Linked DNA regions of Mus musculus: regions 1, 2, 3 and 5 are each linked to region 4. The links are chromatin contacts, called in public promoter capture Hi-C maps. All regions are on one chromosome and are shown on one strand. The core of a region is the stretch at or near the end of the contact, and the rest is flanking DNA. Distances in the headings are between cores, read along the strand shown.

Region 1 (2,700 bases), core at 38-2,537, 870 kb before region 4:
CACTGGGGTCAGGATGTGCTCAGCTCTTTTATTTATGTGGTATTGAGGGTTTATACTCAGTCCTTATACTTGTGCCTTAACACTTGCCTGCTGAGCTGCTTTCCAAAGCCATCATTACAATGAATCCGTTACAAGGAAGCTTTGTTCCTGGGTTAGCTAGGTGCCCTCCCCCATCCTAGGCAGTTACTTACTTTCCACAGGCGCTACACTGTCAGGTAGTAATACACTTTTTCAGACATGCTTTATTTTATACACAAGTATGGATATAAAACACATCTTGTGTCTTCCTTCCTTAATGCTAATGATGGCATATTTTAGTCATTTTCTTGATTTCTCTATGTTTAAACTTTAACAGCACTCTTCAGTTAGTATTCTGAGTATGACATTCTTTATTTGTAACAAAATACTTATTAATGGCTTAGTTTCAAATCATATGAAAAATAGTCTTGCTTTGGAATTTAGTACTTGATGCTATAATTTTTCAAGCCACCCAAAATTTAGTTAACTACACATAGGGAAAATAGTTTTGCTATTGCAAATTTAGTTTTGGTGTTTCAGTGTTCAAAAGGCTTAGGGACACACACTGTTCTGATTAGTGGTTCTTTGTGTTCCTACTGGAGCCCCACCCACTGGACCTGAGTCAGGTAAGTGGAGAGAACTATGGAGAGGCATGGTGCTTACTCTGCCCCATTGTTGGCAAGTGTGGCCTACCTCATTTTCATTCCCTCTTCCATGACCAGATCACACATACCCTTCCTCAACTGCAGAGGAAGCTGCAAGGCAGAGTCTTGAGGCTTAGGAAGAGAGTGGAATGGATATTGATGAGTCCTAGCAGCCTTTGACGTTCATACACATAGTCATAAGATACATGCTATATAATAAGATTTATGCTGAAGTGTTTATAAAATGTGAGTTGGGCAAACTGAAAATGCTTAAATTTAATGTCTTCCAAATGTTGGTAAACTGTAGAGTCTACACTCAAGCTTGAGTTGTTACTTACACAGGGTCTACACTTCTGTAGTGTTTAGAATTAGAAGGTGAAATTCATGAGCAGTGTTATTTGTATGTATAGAGAGTTAAAATATATTTCCTTTGCCTCATTTCCAAAATATATTTCCTTTGCCTCATTTCCAGCCTCTGCATAAAAGCCTAGATCCAAGCAACCTGGAGCATCTTATAACCCCTCTGGTCACTATTGGTCATATTGCTCTTCTCGCACCTGATCAGTTCGCTGCTCCTCTGAAGTCTTTGGTGGCAACTTTCATTGTGAAGGACCTCCTCATGAATGACCGGGTAAGTTGCACTTCTACACTTGTTATCACAGTGTTTGTTCTACAGTTTAGATTAAAGAGAGGTGAAATGCCTAGTAACACTCCCACGTGGTTGCTTTCATTTAAGGACATGTGATCTGAAGTAGACCCTTTGGGAGGTAGAAAATAACACCCAATTGAGGCTATTTCAGTTTACATGAAATTAAATTATACAAGAACATGGACTTTTGATTAAGTGAGAGGCTTTTTGGGAGGAGACAAATACTGTAGCCTGGGCAGGTCTTGTAATCCTCCTATCTCAGTCTTCTGAGTAGCTGAATTATAGACTTATGCCTCAAAGCCTGACTAAGATTTTTTAAAAATACCTTTTTAGAACTGCATTTCTTGGGGCTGGTGAGGTAGCTTAATGAGCACTCACTGCACAGCATGAGGAGCAGAGTTTAACTCAAACACATACAGTAACATCAGGTGTGCTGGCGTGTGCTTGCAGCCCCAGAGCTGCCTACATGGACATAGGTAGATCCTAGAGCTTGCTGGCCAGCCAGCCTAGCTAAATCAGTGCACCTGACTTCCGTAGAGGGATTTGACTTGACACACAAATACACATACTACTTCACACTCACTTCTTAGTGTCTTGTTTTTGCTTAGTAGCCTAAATAATTGAATCATCAACCTTTTAAAAGGGTCTACAAAACAGATTATGTATTATTACAAAGTCAATCCTAACCCACACCTGCAAAGGGTATCCAGATGTTCCACCCAGGTACCAGTGAGACTATTCCTTTCAGGGATATTTAGTAAATGGAGTTAGATAAATCATAAGTTGTGTCTGTTGTTATTAAGTATTTTGTTTATTTAGTAAATATTAGTTGACCATGAGAATTCATGTTTATTATTTTAATGTTTTCACCTTTTGCCTAGCTTCCAGGAAAAAAGACAACTAAGCTTTGGGTTCCAGATGAGGAAGTCTCACCTGAGACAATGGTCAAAGTGAGTAATGTGCATAAATCTGTGTTTCTCAGTTTACTCACGATAGCAAGTAATAGATGTGGGTGACTATTAAAGTTGCGGTGCAGTCTTTCGTGTACTGTGAGAGTTAGGGCAGTGATGTGCACCCTGGGGCCTTGTGAGTAGCAGTGTGGAAACTAGGGGGAATGACTTGAGAGCTGCTTCTATATTTCTGCTTCTTAGAAATCAGCCTTTTAATGTTAAGTGAATGCTGTTCTTCTCCTGGATGTTCTCTTGTCTATAATAATGCTAATCCAGGCTTTAAGATGATCTTTTCCTTGATATTTTACTAAAAAAATTTTAATAGTTCTCGAATTTGGGTTTCTATTTTTCTTTCTTGTCACTGAAATACAGAGCATTGATTTGTTATAGTCATGTGATATGTATCAACTTCATTTCAGTGTATTTGTCAATATTTGAA
Region 2 (2,700 bases), core at 140-2,639, 700 kb before region 4:
AATTGCTCATTGTTATTTTTTCATTTATTGAGATATTTTAATGACACACTGAATAGAAACGAGGTGTCTTTGTCCCCACCTGGTGACTTCATATCACTAATGGTGATAATGTGTGCTTGCTGGAGTTGAGACTATTTCATCAAGTACTGGAGTAAGTTTACTGTGCTGACATTGTAGCAAGCATCTTCGAATGTAACACTTGTGGCTGTATTGACTTTCTATTTGTGTGGAATTCTGAGGAGGACATCACTCTCAGAGTGCCTGTTCTGCAAGGATGTTACTCATCCCTCTGTGGGCGGGAGGCAGCGGCTGAGTTGTACCTTACTGAGTAGGATGGTGGCATCCTTCATTTTTTCTGGGCTTCCCTTAGGGACTCATCTTAGTGTACATTTGTCCTTTGAGCTTCGAGATGTTTCCCAATGAATGGGACAAAGCCCGTGTATATGTATAGGTATAGGTGTACATTCATACATACATACATACATACACGGCGTGGGGGACAGAAGTCTCCCACCCAGCACTCCTGCCCAGAGACCCCACTTGCTAAGCCAGGGCTGGACGTCAAAACGTGGATATTCATAAGAAGGATGGCAAAGGGTGATGAACGGGATATGGTGCCATGGAAGTTGAAATGTGAGTGGTCTGGAGTTTTTCTTTCTCTTGGAAAACAACTCACAGCTACAACCTCACCAGAGAATCCAGAGGGATCTCATTAAGGAACACTGCTGATTTAAAGGGTTAAAGGGGGATAACGGGGGAGGGAAGAGAAGGGGACGACCCAGGGAAAGGAGAAACAGAAGCCTCACACAACCCATCATTCTTAGACCCACTGTGTGTTCTTGTAGGCTCTGCAGGCTGGGGTCTGAGGCAAGGCGGACTCTCGCCTTCTCTAATGGGATGGGGGACTCTCTTATCAGAAGAAAACTGCCTGAGTACTCTTAAACCTCGCAAAGTTCCACCTGAATTCCCCACCCTGCCTTCCTGCTGTGTTCAGATACAGCAAAGCTCTCCTGGGATGTTCTCTGAAAGATTCCCCTGGATAGAGGGCTCAGAATGGGAGAAAGGGGAAAGCAGGTGATTTTCCCCACTCCCCCACCCCCGAGGCGCCAAACGTTGTGCAAAGTTGGGCAGCTGTTTCTGTCCTCCAGGAACACCAGTCCCAGGAAGGCAAAGGGAGTGGACGCGGGGAGTGGGCGACGCGGGGACATCTCAGGATGGAGGCCACAGGATTGTGCGATGTGGAATAGTCTGCTCCCTGAGCTGGCTGCAGCAGGTGCTTGTTCTCCGACGTCCCTATGACCCCTGCTGTGCTCTCTCTGGGCACCCTGGCTGGCTGAGCCCCTGTCCCGCCCCCGTGCCAGGCCGGAGTGGGGGGCGGCGCCTGCTCTGGATAATCATTGCTCGTGGGGCGGCGGGAGCGGGGGTGGGCACCGCGTAGGGAGGGCGGCGGGGCGCGGGCATATAGGGGCGCGGCGCGGTGCCCTCCCGGCTCCCGCAGCATGCTAGCCCGCGCCCCTCCTCGCCGCCCGCCGCGGCTGGTGCTGCTCCGTTTGCTGTTGCTGCATCTGCTGCTGCTCGCCCTGCGCGCCCGCTGCCTGAGCGCTGAGCCGGGTCAGGGCGCGCAGACCTGGGCTCGCTTCGCGCGCGCTCCTGCCCCAGAGGCCGCTGGCCTCCTCCACGACACCTTCCCCGACGGTTTCCTCTGGGCGGTAGGCAGCGCCGCCTATCAGACCGAGGGCGGCTGGCGACAGCACGGCAAAGGCGCGTCCATCTGGGACACTTTCACCCATCACTCTGGGGCGGCCCCGTCCGACTCCCCGATCGTCGTGGCGCCGTCGGGTGCCCCGTCGCCTCCCCTGTCCTCCACTGGAGATGTGGCCAGCGATAGTTACAACAACGTCTACCGCGACACAGAGGGGCTGCGCGAACTGGGGGTCACCCACTACCGCTTCTCCATATCGTGGGCGCGGGTGCTCCCCAATGGCACCGCGGGCACTCCCAACCGCGAGGGGCTGCGCTACTACCGGCGGCTGCTGGAGCGGCTGCGGGAGCTGGGCGTGCAGCCGGTGGTTACCCTGTACCATTGGGACCTGCCACAGCGCCTGCAGGACACCTATGGCGGATGGGCCAATCGCGCCCTGGCCGACCATTTCAGGGATTATGCCGAGCTCTGCTTCCGCCACTTCGGTGGTCAGGTCAAGTACTGGATCACCATTGACAACCCCTACGTGGTGGCCTGGCACGGGTATGCCACCGGGCGCCTGGCCCCGGGCGTGAGGGGCAGCTCCAGGCTCGGGTACCTGGTTGCCCACAACCTACTTTTGGTGAGTTCGAGGGGCCAGGCAGGGGGCCACCTTGGGGGACAGAGGGCCTCGGAAGTGCCAGAGCCACTTCCAGAAATCCTTACTTGAACCCATTACGAGGTCACACAGGTCTGACACTTTGCAGGCGGAGACACCCCCCCCCCCCCAGCAGCTCTGGGGTTCTCTTCTAGAAGTGGAGTTAGAAACTGGAGCGGAATCCTGCAGCGCGTGCTTTAGGGCCCCTAGAAAAGGACACGGGGCCATTTCTCCACTGAGCAAGCGTTTCTCCCCAGGTGTTGGGAAGTCGAAGTTCCTAGAGGTAATGGCCAGCAAGATTTGTTAGAATCAGCTGCAGAGTCAGAATAAAGACGGTGAATGAAAGCAACACCCGTGTTCA
Region 3 (2,700 bases), core at 195-2,694, 740 kb before region 4:
TCTTCTCTTCTCTTCTCTTCTCTTCTCTTCTCTTTTCTTTTTTTTTTGGTTTTTTGAGACAGGGTTTCTCCGTGTAGCCCTGGCTGTCCTGGAACTCACTCTGTAGACCAGGCTGGCCTCGAACTCAGAAATCTGCCTGCTCCCAAGTGCTGGGATTAAAGGCGTACACCACCACCACCCGGCTGTGTCTGCATTCTGCATTTCTTAACTCATCTGTTGATGGACTGTTATCCTGGCTGTTGAGAACAAAGCTTCAATAAATATGGGAGTGAAACTGCCCTTTGATGTACTGAGTTATTTTCCTTTGGGACTGGGAATTGCTGGATCACATGGAAATTTGTTCTTCATATTCTTGGTGACTGCACTGGTTTCCATAATGACAGGACTAATATTAAGTCATGGTTTGAAGACAGCAGTCATCTTAGAGGTGTGTGGCCCTAGCACCCTTCCCTTCCTCATGTGTAGCCCTAGGAAAGCAAACAAATAGTACAGGCTTCCCTATATTAGAAAGACCACAGCTGGGCTGGAGAGATGGCTCAGTGGTTAAGAGCATTAACTGCTCTTCCAAAGGTCCTAAGTTCAAATCCCAGCAACCACATGGTGGCTCACAACCATCTGTAATGAGATCTGATGCCCTCTTCTGGTGTGTCTGAAGACAGCTACAGTGTATTTACATATAATAAATAAATCTTAAAAAAAAAAAAAGAAAAAAAAAAGACCATGGTTGTGTACTCTCTCACCTCCACAAGCCATGAGGATCAAAGGAGACAAACTGGGAAGACATGCTGGCAACTCAGTCACTCTGTGAATGTTTGCTGTTCTCTCAGATTGGACCTTACTCTGTATCTATCAAATTTGATATCTCCAGCAAGCCTAGTGAGTGTGGTTTGTCACTTAAGAACAGACTTAATTGGGGGGGGGGCTAAATCTGGGAGTGTTAGTACTAAACATGTCTCTATGTGACTGTCTCACCAGGTCCAGGAATAATTACAAGTTTAGGGGTTGAGATTTACTTGCATAGAGAGGGTAGGGATAGGGTGGGAAGGGTAAGAGGTTAGAAGGAAGGCAAAGGGTCACATGATGTCAAGTGCTGGAGAACACTGGGCAGTGTTCAGTGTGGATGGAGAGGAAGAAGTCAGGGGAATCACAGCACCCCATTCACAGCTGAGCATCAGCTGGGTCCCGTGTCTGTGCTTGAGAGAGAGTCAGTAGTCAGTAGTCCTGGTGATAGGAGATGAGCTGCAGACAGAGGTGAGATACTCCCTGGCTGGCTCTCCTGCCTGAGTGCTCTCTGCACTTGCAGCCTCACGACTTTCCCTTGTACTCTTGCACATGGCCATGGTAAAGGTTAACTGTGACCACCTGTCAAAGCCTGTTATATGTAGTTCCTCTCAGCCAGGCCTTATGTGAAGCCTGGGTGACTGCAGGAGGCAAAGCAGACATGGCCCCTGGACTCTTGGCACTCAGTGTCTGTGGGGGAGGTACACATGAAGACACAAGGAAATGCATACCCTAGAGCCAGGACACGTTGTGGAGGAGATGCCTGGAATCCTTGAGAGTTTAGAGACAGGTCTGCACACTGAAGGTGTGTGAAATAAAAATAAACAAACACACAAGAGCGGTACATTAAATTAAAAAAAAAATCTTGGCAAATACAAAGTGACTAGTTCTCACAGCAAGATCAAGTCTTGCTTTTAACTGAAGATGTTGGGGTTTTATTGTTTTAACAAATATGTGTGTTTTCCTCTTTCCGAGTTTGGAAAAACAATCAAGCAGACATCCCACAAAGTGCAGCCCTGGAAAACCTCGCCATCTGGACTGTCTGCTGGAAAAAACAGAAAGGTCACCCAGTGTGACTTGTCGAGCTTCACTAATTCCTGGAATTCCGTAGTCATTTCTCCAAATTAATTTTTAACTTCTTTCAGTGTGTCGCTTAAAATAAAATTTTTATCTCACTAAGGGGGGAAAAACAGTGGGAGGGGAAAAAGGATGGAGGGGTTGACTTAACCTTTAAGTGTTAGCAGCACACAGAATTCAAAGTGCTTTACATAAATCAGAATCAGGGAAAAGCCAGGTGAGGTAGTGCATTACCATAGTCCCAGCTACTCAGGAGACTGAGCAGGAAAACCCACCCCAGTTTCAAGGCCAGCCTGCGCTACAGAGTGAGTTTAATGCTAGTCCAGGCTCTGCAGAGAGTTACTTTGTAACGGACTATAGAAATGATCCCTGAAAGTATAGTCTTGAGAGTTATTTTGTATATTCCTCTTATCTTTTTTTTTTTTTTTTTTTTTTTTTTTTTTTTGGTTTTTTTCGAGACAGGGTTTCTCTGTATAGCCCTGGCTGTCCTGGAACTCACTTTGTAGACCAGGCTGGCCTCGAACTCAGATTCACCTGCCTCTGCCTCCCGAGTGCTGGGATTAAAGGCGTGCACCACCACGCCCGGCCTTATTCCTCTTATCTTAGTATCTCCCAGAATTCCATGCCCCCTTAACTACAGGTAAAAGTGAGACTTATCTACAGTAAAGCTACAGTGTGAAGCTCCTGGGCTGTCTTTGTCAACTTCTTCTCCACTCACATCATATTTGTTAATGAAACCTTTAGTGTTTATTCATTTATTTTATGTGTACAGATGCTTTTTGTTCTCTGGCATTTATATATGTGCACCATATCCATACAGTGTCCATTGGGGCCAGGCAAGGG
Region 4 (2,700 bases), core at 25-2,524:
TACACATAATTCTTGTCTTTTTTCCAGCACCTGATGGTCCATATACTAAGAGGTGAGGAAAGTCTCCACACTGCACCTAAGGAAAAAAAGAACAAGACATTATATCTTAGTTAAACTGGGTGAACTAAGTTAAACAAACCACTTTTAAAGTTCCAAGATATTCTGTTTACCATCCAGCTCCAACAGAAAATGTACCAAACTCTGGACACTAATTTAATCTAATTTACATGCACTAAATGCTTAAAAGTAGGCACTCCCTAAGTAAGCTATCTGAAGGGCCCGTTTGAAACTAAGGGATGACAGAAGGCGAACCCAATCTCTGTAACTAAGACAGATGCTTGTCTGGCCCGGGCTCCCCATAATGGTCCTCTTGCTCAGAAGCAGGTGCGCTGATTTCCTTGTAAGTTCACTTGGAAGAGACAGAAGAACTTCACACTAGATCAAGGTTGATCAATGCTATGGAAAAGACAGCAGTAACAGAGTGCCATCAAACGAAAGAGTACTATTAACATGGGGTCTTGATCTTGCCACCGGGAAACTGAACATTAAAGCTTTTGCAAGGAAAACCGGCACGTGTATTAACGAAGCATAATATTCTATTTCAAATTAGTGCATGCATCACGAACCAAAACCAAAACCAAACCTAAAACATATCTTCCACTTCACCCTCGAGTCTTCCAAAAGCTCTCATATGAACGATCGCGGCACTCGTTAAAATAATCTCTCCTTTTCAGAAAAGCCTTAGCTGTGATTCCGCAGTAACTAAGAACAGGGTCCGGGGCACAGTCACCTCTATCAGCTTCCCACCTAAGCTCTCTGTAGCGGGAGAGCCCATCAGGCATTTGCAGTAACACCGAGGCCCGGGCACACCCCCATCCCCGCCCCCTACCGCCGCTGCTTGCTCCTGATTCTCCACTACACTGGCCTTCTTCTGGTCCCCACACCAAGCCATTGAGGTTCCCGGCAGCAAACACACCGCACTTTGAGGAACGCGTCACTCTGACCCCCTCGCTAGCACCGGGGCGCCCGCCTCCTCCCTCCCTCCCTCCCTTCCCTTCCCTTCCCTTCCCTTCCCTTCCCTTCCCTTCCCTTCCCCGGGCTGTGCAGGAAGCTGCTGAGCAGGGCGGCTCACCAGGTTGCGCAGCTGTGCTGCCTGTTCCTTATGATAGTCCAGCCGGGCAAGGGAGCTCGGCCGGTACTTGTCCACCCAGAGGCTCATGACCGCTCCACAGTCGCACCAGCGGACCCGCCGCTTAGACAGTAGAGTTTTCCCGCGAGCGCGAAAGCGTGCGACGTCACTTCCGGCACCCGGCGACTTCCGGATAGGGAGACTGGGCAATCTCAACCGGGAGTGGAGCAGTCGCTGCAGTTCCCACTTCCACCACTGCACCAACAGTCGCTGGATTTACCGGGCAGTGGCTGCCTCTTTGTTCTCACCCTGTAACATTTTAGAAAACATTCGAAGGAATTAAAGATGTATCTCTGACATTCAGGTTCGTCCAATCTGAGTTCTTAGGGAAGGAAATTCCCTCCATTTCATTCTTTCATTTATTCACTGATTCACAACTTCATTCTAATTAGTGCTACATAATCTGTTATCTTTATTAGTAGAACTGCTTTTCTTTAAAATAATAAACAAACTCCAATATTCAATGAGCATTTGCCTACATGCCTCTGTGAACTATATGTTCTGAACTAGGAAAGTAAAGGAAATAGAAAGTAAAGGAAATCAGAAGCGAAAGTACCCAGAAGCATGACAGACAACGTCCAAAGACAGGTAGTTCATGGTGGATCCTAGGGTATATTCTTTTAATCTAAAAGATTGAAAGAATGTGAAGAGAACATAGAAAAAAAAAAAACCTAGGTTTACTTGTTTTCACAAATACAACACACAGATGCCCCCAATAACATTTAGATCCCCAATAACATTTCGGTGTGTGTCCCAGGCAATATTTGCAATGAAATTAATTTTTATCTGAAATTAGATTTTAATTGGTTGCCCTGTATTTTTTAACTTATAACCATACTTGGAATTCTTCAACTTGTGAGACCTGAGGAAGTGGCTGGGAAGGAAGGATAGAGTCCTCAAATCATAGCCAGAGGGCCAAGGCCAGAGACACAGCTCTGATCTGCTCCCTGCAGTAGCTTCAGAAGTTTCTTTCAGACACCTGAAAGCTTGTTGCTATGGTTAATCTTGGTCATCAGCTTGATGAGATTTGGAATCACTATAGAAACTACTATATAGGTATGTTCCTAGGGGCAATGGAGTAGTGCTGCCTCTGGATTCCAGAGTTTGTAAGCAGAGCAAGGCCTCTCACTACACACCAGCACGAAGCAGGGCACTGAGCCCTTAATCTGGACTGAGGTTGAACAAAAGGTATTTGAAGCTTTAGAAACAGCTCTAGCATTGACTCCAGCCCTAAAACTTCCAGATGTCTCAAAACTTTTTCATCTGTTTGTCCATAAAACAAGACAGAAGGGCTTTTAATCCAAATTTTGGGACCATGGAAACACCCTGTGATGTACCTGTCCAAAGGATTGGACCCTGTAGCCACAAAATGGTCCATCTGTCTAAGCTGTGATAGCTACTGCTAGATTATGTAAGCTAGCTCACAAGCTAAATCTGGGTCTAAATCTTGTACTAACAGCACTCCATTACAAGACTGAGGCCCTCCTCTGAGGAGCACCACGCAGTTTTAA
Region 5 (2,700 bases), core at 143-2,642, 840 kb before region 4:
GGTTGTTGTCCTTTATGGTGATAGTCTTGGTGGCACCTTTTTTCCTTTTCTAGAAAGTTTGTAAGATTCTAAAAGAAATGCTTATGGGTCAAATGAAAATACATTTCTTATCTTATGACATAATTCAGAATAAAAATGACAAAAATTCATAAACTAAGACATTTCTTCCAGTGAATTAATACAGGACTTAATATTGGGATTCTCATTTTATTTTATGTGTTTTGCTTTAGCCGTGTAGGACGCTCCAAACAGGTAGCCACTAAAGAAAACGATTCAAGTGAAGAAATGGATGTGCTTCAGGCCAGCTCTCCTGTCAGTGACGACACTACACAGGAAGGAGCAGAAGAGGAGGACATTTCTGTGGGAAATGTATGTCCTTATTGAAGTGTCATGTATGTGCAAAAATTGAGCCAGTAAATATTTAGTCAGCTCCATTTAACACTTGCTGTTGTCTGTAATTCTAGATATTTATGCCTTGGTTGATTAGTTTGTCATGTTATTTTACTTACCAACTAGGATAATGGAGAAAGAACTTTGAGGAGAGCTTGAATTTGAGAAAGATGGGCATTGCAATGCCTAGAGAACCTGTCGCCTGAATGCTGAGGAGTCCAGACAGTTTGTTTTTTGGGTTTTTTTTTTTTGTTTGTTTTTCGTTTTTTTTTTTTTAAGTTTTTCGAGACAGGGTTTCTCTGTGTAGCCCTGGCTGTCCTGGAACTCACTCTGTAGACCAGGCTGGCCTCGAACTCAGAAATCCTCCTGCCTCTGCCTCCCAAGTGCTGGGATTAAAGGCATGCACCACCACTGCCCAGCTCAGTCCAGACAGTTTTACGTTGCCAGTCTGGGCACTTGAATCCTTGAAGTGTGGATTCATATTCCACAGATGTCTTTGATGGGGAGGTTTTGAGTCTCACGATAGAAACCAGAAGAAAGCCACACTGAGTAATAGTCATCTTGAAGTCAGATCCGCTCTGGGATTGAGGTGTAAACTGGCTTTGTATGGTTGGCACTGATGCTGCCTTTACAGAAGTAGGAGGTGGTTCTTTCCAGAGACTTCCTTCTTTTAAATAGCAAATGATATTGCCAGTTCTCACTTTTATTTATTTATTTGCATCCCAAATGTTGCCCCTCCTCCTGGTCCCCTACTGTTGCAGTAAATCTCTCCAACCCAAATATGCCCTGCCAAGGAAACACAATTGATATGAATACATGCTGTGCGCCTAGATTGGGCAGATCTACCACTACACTACCATCTTTCCCATCATGTGCTTTTCCTCTGCTTTTCTTCTTCCTCCTCCTCCTCTGCCTCTTCCATTTTCTCTTTCTTCTCTCCCCACCTTCTGCTCCGCCTTCCCTTTGTCTGCCCAGTCATCACCTCTCTCTTATTTTACAAATCAAGGTGGGAAGCAGGTTTACAGGAAACACCTGAGTGCTGAATCATTCCTTGTTCGCAGCCCTCCCAAGAGAACGAAATATCCAATATAATTAGCCCCAAGGCTATCCACAGCACCCTACCCCTACTTCTTTTTTTGGGTTTTTTGTTTTGTTTTGTTTTTGTTTTTGTTTTTCAAGACAGGGTTTCTCTGTATAGCCCTGGCTGTCCTGGAACTCACTTTGTAGACCAGTCTGGCCTCGAACTCAGAAATCCATGCCTGGCTTTCTACCCCTACTTCTTATTAGGGAAAAATTAACATAAGTAAGAGCTGTGTTCCTGATGCATAAATGCTAAAATTTTAGATCAGCTCAGTCAATTCTTTTCATTTTGGAAACTTGAGTTCTTTGTTCCGTTCCCAGATTTGGCCTGTGGACTGATTCTGTTTCATGTGTTCAGTGGCTCTGTCCCCAGAGCTTGTTCAGATGAGTCTCAACTAACTCATCTCAAAGCTGGTCTGCTTTGTTTCTTCAGACTTTGAGGAAGGGACTTGAGACCTCTAAGACTGCAACATCCATGGGATGGGGAACAGATGCATATCTGCTTCACTCACGCAAACCCTATTCATTCCCTCCCTTCTGCTGATTTACACAGAATCAGAGATTTAAGCTTCATGTAGGCCTTGCTCATAAATGGTTTATGTTTGAACGCAGGGTCTCACTGACTTCTGTCCTAAAATGACCCAGTCCTAGAGTCAAGTGTTTTCTCTACCACAGAAAGGAAGTAGAAAGACGATGGCACTGAGAGTAGTCGTTACTCACCTGTGCACACTGCATTATATCTGTGAGTGACTCTAAACATGAATACAGAAGGGAAATAATCTGTGGCCTGGAAAAGGCTGCTTATGGGCTTGTCCAGATGTAGATACCATAGAGGCCTTAATATCTGAAGATAGGAAGAAGAGGAGGACAGTTTTAGGAAAAGAAATACAAAGAAATTCAGAAATGTGTGAGAATAAAGATTGTTTTAAAAATGATGGCTGGTACTTAGGCTAAATTCGGATGTGTTCACATTGGTCATCTGTTGACTTTTCTCTTCAGGTACGACGGCGAAGCTCCAAACGAGAGAGACGATGAACACGTCATTAACTTCTATTGTGAAAGCTTTGGGGGGAAAAAACATTTTTTGTCTAAATATGAGGCTAAATAAAGCCTTGGATGCACAAACCAGAACTGCCAAAGCGTGGACAGTTGGACTTCGGATGACCATGGGTTTGTGGTCACACGTATCAGCCATCCACACAGTGATAACACTGACTCCAGAGTCTTGTG

Evidence for each region. Promoter capture Hi-C pulls out the DNA fragments that hold promoters and counts their contacts.
Region 1: a contact with region 4 is called in a promoter capture Hi-C map of the C10 cell line, with 4 times the contacts expected there. The contact joins the enhancer-like site here to the promoter of Rfc3 in region 4. A contact is called at or near these places in 3 of 39 promoter capture datasets (the C10 cell line, embryonic stem cells and hippocampal neurons) and 1 of 115 datasets of contacts at active chromatin or transcription factors (large pre-B cells).
Region 2: a contact with region 4 is called in a promoter capture Hi-C map of hematopoietic stem and progenitor cells, with 3 times the contacts expected there. The contact joins the promoter of Kl here to the promoter of Rfc3 in region 4. A contact is called at or near these places in 15 of 39 promoter capture datasets (the 3T3-L1 cell line, 3T3-L1-derived adipocytes, HPC-7-derived erythroid cells and 8 more) and 1 of 115 datasets of contacts at active chromatin or transcription factors (bone marrow-derived macrophages).
Region 3: a promoter capture Hi-C map of liver shows a contact between it and region 4, with 2.5 times the contacts expected there. The contact joins the enhancer-like site here to the promoter of Rfc3 in region 4. A contact is called at or near these places in 4 of 39 promoter capture datasets (the 3T3-L1 cell line, embryonic stem cells, hematopoietic stem and progenitor cells and 1 more) and 1 of 115 datasets of contacts at active chromatin or transcription factors (bone marrow-derived macrophages).
Region 5: a promoter capture Hi-C map of embryonic stem cells shows a contact between it and region 4, with 2.2 times the contacts expected there. The contact joins the enhancer-like site here to the promoter of Rfc3 in region 4. A contact is called at or near these places in 3 of 39 promoter capture datasets (the 3T3-L1 cell line, embryonic stem cells and hippocampal neurons), 1 of 115 datasets of contacts at active chromatin or transcription factors (large pre-B cells) and 1 of 9 other capture datasets (macrophages).

What each region holds. Positions count from the first base shown.
Region 1 is chr5:150,777,019-150,779,718 of GRCm38.p6, forward strand. Pds5b (PDS5 cohesin associated factor B) reads left to right here. Exons shown (of 35, transcript NM_175310.6): 21 at 1,135-1,293; 22 at 2,193-2,261. Among named protein-coding and RNA genes, the nearest start is that of Gm36447, 37 kb to the right of the region's middle. Within about 2 kb of position 1,288, at least 2 of the 459 cell types and tissues checked have an H3K27ac peak or open chromatin away from gene starts, as enhancers often do.
Region 2 is chr5:150,951,218-150,953,917 of GRCm38.p6, forward strand. Kl (klotho) reads left to right here and starts at 1,390. Exons shown (of 5, transcript NM_013823.2): 1 at 1,390-2,324. The coding sequence starts at 1,500.
Region 3 is chr5:150,910,972-150,913,671 of GRCm38.p6, forward strand. No RefSeq gene overlaps it. Among named protein-coding and RNA genes, the nearest start is that of Kl, 40 kb to the right of the region's middle. Within about 2 kb of position 1,445, at least 28 of the 459 cell types and tissues checked have an H3K27ac peak or open chromatin away from gene starts, as enhancers often do. A contact at or near this core is called in liver, where this site is marked.
Region 4 is chr5:151,649,934-151,652,633 of GRCm38.p6, forward strand. It overlaps Rfc3 (replication factor C (activator 1) 3), which reads right to left and starts at 1,275. Exons shown (of 9, transcript NM_027009.2): 1 at 1,133-1,275; 2 at 1-76. The coding sequence starts at 1,219.
Region 5 is chr5:150,805,344-150,808,043 of GRCm38.p6, forward strand. Pds5b (PDS5 cohesin associated factor B) reads left to right here. Exons shown (of 35, transcript NM_175310.6): 34 at 231-369; 35 at 2,470-2,700. The coding sequence ends at 2,505. Among named protein-coding and RNA genes, the nearest start is that of Gm36447, 8.3 kb to the right of the region's middle. Within about 2 kb of position 1,393, at least 6 of the 459 cell types and tissues checked have an H3K27ac peak or open chromatin away from gene starts, as enhancers often do. A contact at or near this core is called in embryonic stem cells, where this site is marked.